Linked DNA regions of Mus musculus: region 2 is linked to region 1. A link is a contact called in public promoter capture Hi-C data. All regions are on one chromosome and are shown on one strand. Each heading gives the region's core, a stretch centred on a gene start, on an enhancer-like site or on the middle of the called end of the contact. The rest is flanking DNA. Distances are from core to core; before and after follow the strand shown.

Region 1 (3,486 bases), core at 735-3,234:
GAGGTCTCTCAAAGAAGATGCACGATTTTATTATTTATTAAGATATTATTATATTTGTTATATTATGAAATTCTATTAAATCTTCAAATAAATGACTGAATGTAGAATCCAGGTTTTAAATGCATGCTTCTAGTAAGGACAATGAGGCAAGAAGAGCCAGACCCTTGAAGACTGCTCATCTGATTCTTACAGAAAAATAGCAAGTTTGCTGCCTTTCAGCAAACTGTACCTAAAACACTACTTTGTTACAGAGGAGAGTAATATATATATAATTTATTCATAACAGCTAAGCAGGGGACATGAATGCCAGCACAGCAAAAACCAAATGTTTAGATATTGGGCATTCAAGGGACATCATGACCATAAGACACCATATGTGGATGACATATCGTTGCCAGGCAGAGCTATCTACAGCAGCCTCTAGGAAATCAAATACCTAGACATATACCTTTTCTTCCTTTTTGTTTGGTTTGGTTTGTTTAATAGGTAAGCTAAGCAAGTGTGATACCTTTTGACCTGGACCCCAGTCTCTTCTAATATCAAGACAAGGTCTTACTAAACTACCAAGGCTGTCTTTGAACTCATTCTGTAACAAAGGGGACTTCAAACTTGTGATCCTGCTGCCCCACTTAATCTATGGAAGAGTATCAGGGAGTGCAGATGTGATTTAAAATAAATTATCATTTTGTAAGCCAGGTTTTAATGTCATTGTTGTATTTGCTATTATTATCCCTGGAAAATATATCCACACGAATCACCCACAAGTTAAATCTTGGTAGTTTGTTGTCTATTCACATTCCCGATATAGGCAGTGTTACATGTAAGAAAGTAGTGGGAAAGGGATGGGAGCCAATGTCTGGAGTGAGAGGTTGTGTAGAGAGGCCTCTGTAGTTTAAAGTTCAGAAATATAGTGAAAAAATTTACAAAAACTAAAAATTTCTGACGATTGCTTGAAATATCCCAGCATAATGTAAATTGTATTTAACTTGAAATACTACTTTTCAGCATCTATTAAAACATAGAAAACAAAATTTTTTAAGTTTTGTACTAGATTTCAATGAGTAACAGCAAAAACAGTAAACATTGCACAAGCTTCAGGACAGACAAGTGTTGGAACCAGAAATATGTGAACAAAAGACACCTGGATATGACCTGTAGTGGAAATTACACAAGAGAGCACAAATATATAGCACGAAAACAAAAACAAAAAAAGACAAAACCCAAGAACAGACCAAAAAGGAATCAAGACAGGCAATGCTTATGACATAAAGCCTGACAGTCCATTACTTTTGGCCACTTATTGTAATATGTAAATTACTGTTTAATTTAAAGGCAGTTTCCAGGACATGAGCTCAAATACCAGCAACAACTGAAGTGAGAACTGATGCCTACTGAAGAAAGCAACAGTATACTTTGTAACTAGATAAATCTTTGAAAAACAAAGTTTCCAAGACAGTAGAAAAGTAACAGCTGCTTTTACAGAAACTGTGGGTGGCTCTGAAAAGAGCCTTTGGGTTCCAGTTTGCACTTTGTTTCGTTTAAGCCCTCTCCCCACGAATGCGGCGGGCGAGCTGGATGTCCTTGGGCATGATGGTGACACGCTTGGCGTGGATGGCGCACAGGTTGGTGTCCTCAAACAGACCCACAAGGTAGGCCTCGCTCGCCTCCTGCAGAGCCATGACGGCCGAGCTCTGGAAGCGCAGGTCGGTCTTGAAGTCCTGCGCGATCTCGCGCACCAGGCGCTGGAACGGCAGCTTGCGGATCAGCAGCTCGGTCGACTTCTGGTAGCGCCGGATCTCGCGCAGCGCCACGGTGCCGGGACGGTAGCGGTGAGGCTTCTTCACGCCGCCGGTGGCCGGGGCGCTCTTGCGGGCGGCCTTGGTGGCCAGCTGCTTGCGCGGGGCCTTGCCGCCGGTGGACTTGCGAGCGGTCTGCTTAGTACGAGCCATGACTTTAACAAGGGAAAATAGACTGACACTATAGTGAGCTGCAAGGCGCTGTCCACCTTTTATACAATCAGACTATCCGCTATTGGACCGAAGAACATTCAAAGGGCCCGCGCTTTGTTGGGATTGGTCAGCCTCTGCTTCTAAATCCTGGTTAAAAAGCTTTCAGAACATGCACACTCTCCGCCTCTCTTCCCCTCCATCTTTGCTATCACTTTAATTTTACACTGTAGTGTATATAACTCCTGTGAACAGAAATTTTACATAAGAAAGTTTTACATAATTTTACTTACATACATACATCAAATTGTCTCAAGCTTTGAAAACTCAATTCAGGTAATCAAACAAGTGAACATAGAAATTTAAAGTAGGTTTTGTGAGCTTTGCAAGACCTAGTTTAAATAAATGTAGTTTATCAATTCTAAAATCAAATATTTGCAAACCGATACACACAGGCAGATCATGTTAGTTAAAATACTGCCGAAACTATGGAAGTGGGATTTAATGGCCCTTAGCCCTTACTACCATTATGCTCTAGACAATCGTGACGTGAATGACAAACCTGGGTGCCAAATTTCTACTAAAAATTTATATAGTATGTTCTAAAGGTTTCATCTCTTACACACTTTTGACTCAAACTAAGGAAGGTCGTAAGATTTATCGCAGGGACTAACAGTATTAAAATCAATTTACTAAGATTGAAAGCTACTTCGTAACTTTTTCATATGTAGTATAAAAACTGTAGTGGAAGAACGTTTCACGAGGTGGCAGCTCATTTTATGGAAAGATGTGGGTGGCTCTGAAAAGAGCCTTTGTTTTGGTTAACTTTCAACTGGGCAGTACAGACAATCGCCAGATTACTTCCCCTTGGCCTTGTGGTGGCTCTCGGTCTTCTTGGGCAGCAGCACGGCCTGGATGTTGGGCAGGACGCCGCCCTGCGCGATGGTCACGCGGCCCAGCAGCTTGTTGAGCTCCTCGTCGTTGCGGATGGCCAGCTGCAGGTGGCGCGGGATGATGCGCGTCTTCTTGTTGTCGCGGGCCGCGTTGCCCGCCAGCTCCAGGATCTCGGCCGTCAGGTACTCCAGCACGGCCGCCAGGTACACCGGGGCGCCGGCGCCCACGCGCTCCGAGTAGTTGCCCTTGCGGAGCAGCCGATGCACGCGGCCTACGGGGAACTGCAGGCCGGCCCGGGAGGAGCGGGTCTTGGCCTTAGCGCGGGCCTTGCCACCCTGCTTTCCGCGTCCAGACATGTATGCGTTTAAGTATCAGTAAAGGCAAAGCAGAGAAAGGAAAAGAATATATAGTAAATTCTGCAACTGAACAGCAAGCATTTATACTAACTGGAGGTATTCTGTTTGTGTTTCTCCCATTGGTTAATATATCGTACCCAATAGAAAGCCAGAATTTGAGCTCCTCATTTGCATAAAGGCCTGCATTTTATTTTTCGCATCCAGTCCTTTTTCATATCGTTCTTTAAAAAATAAAAACCACGTAGATTCTGGGATTTAAACTCTGGTTTTCATGATTAATAGTTAAGAAC
Region 2 (3,486 bases), core at 578-3,077, 960 kb before region 1:
ATGGATACAGTACTTTAAAAGACACCACCGCTGCTATTCTCCATGCTCAGCATCTTTTTTGTAGTCAAGCTGGCTATCCCATCTTTCCCCTGGAGAGCGTGTAATTCTCTTTTGAGGCTGGCCTCATCCCCCCTGGGCTGCGGGAGGACAGCCTCTCACAACGGTCTGTACCTGGCTCTGCCAGTCCTGGATAGTCTTTGTTGATGCTTCTGGCGAAGCTGGCCTCCAGCTGCTTGATGAGGCGGGCAGCGGAGCTGTGGTAGACCCCGCTGGGGCTGCAGCATTTGGTCCAGAAGGCCAGCAAGGAGAGCTTTTTGTGAAATTCTGGTATGGCTGGAAGAGAAGAGGGATGTTAATGAAGAGAGGATGATGGCAACCTGGGTCTGGTGGTAAGCTGTCCCAGGGACATTAGAGCCTGTCTTTTGTGTTTTTAAAAACCTTTATTTTGTTTTATTTTTAACAATATTTTCATTCATTCATTCATTATCTAAGACTAGGTCTCATGTAACCCAGTTTATCCTCAAACAAAGGGATAACCTTGAATTCCCAATCTTCTTGTCTATCCCCTCCGCCCCCCCCAGGCAAATTTCCCTTCTTTCCTTTTTCTTTCATCGTGTGTGTGTGTGTGTGTGTGTGTGTGTTACTGGGGATTGATCCTAGGATCTCAGGAATGCACTACCACTGAGTTACATCTCTAACCTTTTTACTAATGATTTTGAAATATGTCTTGCCCAGGGTAACCTTGATCTCACTCTATAGCACAGGCTGACCTTGAAGTGGTCTCAGTGTCCTGAGTAGATGAGATTAGATATGCCCCCACAGGCACTAGGACTGTGCTTTTCTACTGGAACTACTACAGTCTTTGTGGATTGGTAGGCGGTCCAGAGAAAAACCCCTCCTCCCTGGAGCAAAGAGACCTCAGTGACTACTCAGCTGTTTGTTCTCAAAGACAAGGCACAGCTGCTCAGCCTTGGGGAGGCCACACTAAACTCCTGTGACTTTATAGCAAAAACGCCATACAGAATAAGCCCTCGGAGGGGCCGGAACACGGCAGGGTTTGCTGGAAGAGCCTTTCCTCTGCCCCAGGCTCCCAGGTCAGTCCAAGCAGACAGCACGGGCAGGTGGCACATGCTCACAATCACACTTGTGGGTGCCTGTGATCAGGACGAGGCTGTAGTAGAGCACGAGACACAACTCATTTGCAGCCCGAATGTCTGCCATTTCTCCCACCATTTAGTTACCTGCCAAAGTCACTGCTCTTAGCAGGAATAGAAAAGAGAGGCAGAAATGCATCGGGAGAACTTCAGGGTGGGTTCAGGCTCAGTTACAGATTTCCCAGAAGTCTCTGTTTCCATTCATATCTGATGTGAAAAAGGACAAACCCTTGCCTTTATGAAAGAGTCCAGTGGCCAGATCACAAAAAGTCAAGGGTATCTACTCCATGGCATGTTCTGCTGTGAAGCTGAAGAATGGCTCAATTGGTAAAATGCTTGCCTTGAAAGCACAAGGACCCGGGTTTGAACACCGGGACCCACAGTTAAAAAGCTGGTTACATAGTGCTTGTAACCTCAGTGCTAGGGAGGGGTGAGAGAGAAACAAGAGGATCCTGGGCTTGCTGGCTAGCTAGCCTAGTGAGCTTCAGGCTAGTGAGAGATCCTGTTTCAAAAACCAAGGTAGATGGCTACTAAGGAATGAGGTCTGATCTTCGCACACATTGAACCGTCCCCCAAAGTTCTGCACCAGACACAAGCTCGGAGCCAGACTGAGGCTGGAGTATACTCAGCTGCCTCGCCACTGAGTTCCAGTGAGCATGCGTGGTCGGGCGTGCTTCGGTTCCAGGGATGGCCTGCAGGTGGCGGGCTTACCTTCCACCACAGAGGTGATGTTCCCGAGGTTCTCGTCACTCACGGCTGCCAGCTTCTGCATCACAAGGACCTGCCTCGACAGCTTCTCCAAGAGACTTCTTGCCACAAAGGGGGTTTTGCTAGAGAAGACGATTTGCTGACAAGACAAATAAAAGCCCTTTTAATGATGACAAGGGCAGTGACCTTCCCCTCCGGATCCTTCCCGAAGAGGTTGCAGAGGCAGAGCTCTGCTGCACTTTTAGTCCCAGTTTGTCAGTGTTCCTCAGGTCAGAAAAATCACACCTGGTTTTGTTACTTTCAAGCTTTTTACATATTCTGGAGATTTCTCACTGGCAGAGCTTCAATTTATTGTGAATTTTCCATTTTCTTCTCTCTCTTCTCCCCCGCCTCTCTTTTTCTTTCAGACAGGGTCTACCATGTGCTTCAGACTGGCCTGAAACTATGTAGCTCACTCTGCCCTCAAACTCATAATCCCCCTGCCTTAGCTTCCCAAATACGTGCTATAAACTCCACCCTCAGCCCTGCCCTTCGTTCTATGTAAAGTTCCGTCTCCTTGAAGATAGCAGAGGGCATTTAGGCTGTGACCTGGGGGACGAGCAGTATAGGATTTGTTTTTATGAGTGCTTGGGTTTTTCACTGCGTGGTTTAATTTCCCTGTTTCCAAGCTGAAAGTTAAGAGGATATCATCATATGGTCATTCTTGTGGTTAGAGCTATCCCAGTGTAATCCAAGAGTGCTGCCGGTATTCCTGGTGCCGTTCTGAGCCCTATACGAGTGCTAGTTCACACATGTCTCATGGTGACCTGATGAAGTGAGTCCTATTTTGTTGACAGAAAACACTTTGTGACTGAGGCACACCCAGGGTAAGTAACTGGCCCAGTGCCACAGAAACAGAGATTGGCTTCACTTGTGTTGGGGGGGGGTGGGGGGGCAGGAAAAGGAGCTCTGAGACAGGAAAGGACCTAAGCAACTCGTTGCTCCAAGGCTCTGCTCCTTCTGTGACCCTTGGAAACCTGCCCAGGTTACCTGGTAGGCAGGGATGGCAGGCATGACCCCTGGGTGATAATGACACTGCCATGCCACACTGTCTAGATCACTCGAACCCTAAAGATAAATGGAATTCTCAAACTCCAGAGTCTAACAAGTACCCAAGTGTGGTGGTGTATGCCCGTAGTCCCAAAACTCGGCAAGTAGAGGCAGGAAGGTCAGGTCAAGGTCAGCCTCAGCTACACAGCTAAGTTCTAAACCAGCTTGGGCTACAAAATAAAAGTCAAAACAAAATGAAAGTATCAGTTACACACCGATGTCTTTCCTGCCAGCAGGCACAGTGGACACAAACCTTGTTTCTAAAGTAGAAGTACAGTGAGCTCACAGAATGCCGGTTATTTATTTATTTTTTTAACTTCCTGCAATTATATATACCAAGTGGTAGGAAACACTAGGATTGTAGGGTGATAACAAGTGGGAAGTGGGGATTGTAATTCTCACTCCTTCAGCTTATATCTTTTTCTCCATAAGATTACCCATAGTGCCAGGCTTGGTGGCGCACACCTTTAATCCCAGCACTCGGGAGGCAGAGGCAGGTGGATTTCTGAGTTTGAGGCCTGCTTGGTCTACAGAG

The links. Promoter capture Hi-C pulls out the DNA fragments that hold promoters and counts their contacts.
Region 2: a promoter capture Hi-C map of maxillary cranial neural crest shows a contact between it and region 1. The contact joins the enhancer-like site here to the promoter of H3c2 in region 1. A contact is called at or near these places in 5 of 39 promoter capture datasets (cranial neural crest, frontonasal cranial neural crest, hippocampal neurons and 2 more), 3 of 115 datasets of contacts at active chromatin or transcription factors (astrocytes, forebrain and stem cell-derived neural progenitor cells) and 1 of 9 other capture datasets (liver).

The regions. Positions count from the first base shown.
Region 1 is chr13:23,750,843-23,754,328 of GRCm38.p6, reverse strand. H3c2 (H3 clustered histone 2) reads right to left here and starts at 1,984. Exons shown (of 1, transcript NM_178203.3): 1 at 1,489-1,984. The coding sequence starts at 1,949. The coding sequence ends at 1,539. H2ac4 (H2A clustered histone 4) reads right to left here and starts at 3,241. Exons shown (of 1, transcript NM_175660.3): 1 at 2,737-3,241. The coding sequence starts at 3,196. The coding sequence ends at 2,804.
Region 2 is chr13:24,712,137-24,715,622 of GRCm38.p6, reverse strand. Ripor2 (RHO family interacting cell polarization regulator 2) reads right to left here. Exons shown (of 23, transcript NM_029679.2): 17 at 1,866-2,001; 18 at 172-333. Among named protein-coding and RNA genes, the nearest start is that of Armh2, 27 kb to the left of the region's middle. Within about 2 kb of position 1,827, at least 40 of the 459 cell types and tissues checked have an H3K27ac peak or open chromatin away from gene starts, as enhancers often do. A contact at or near this core is called in neural stem cells, where this site is marked.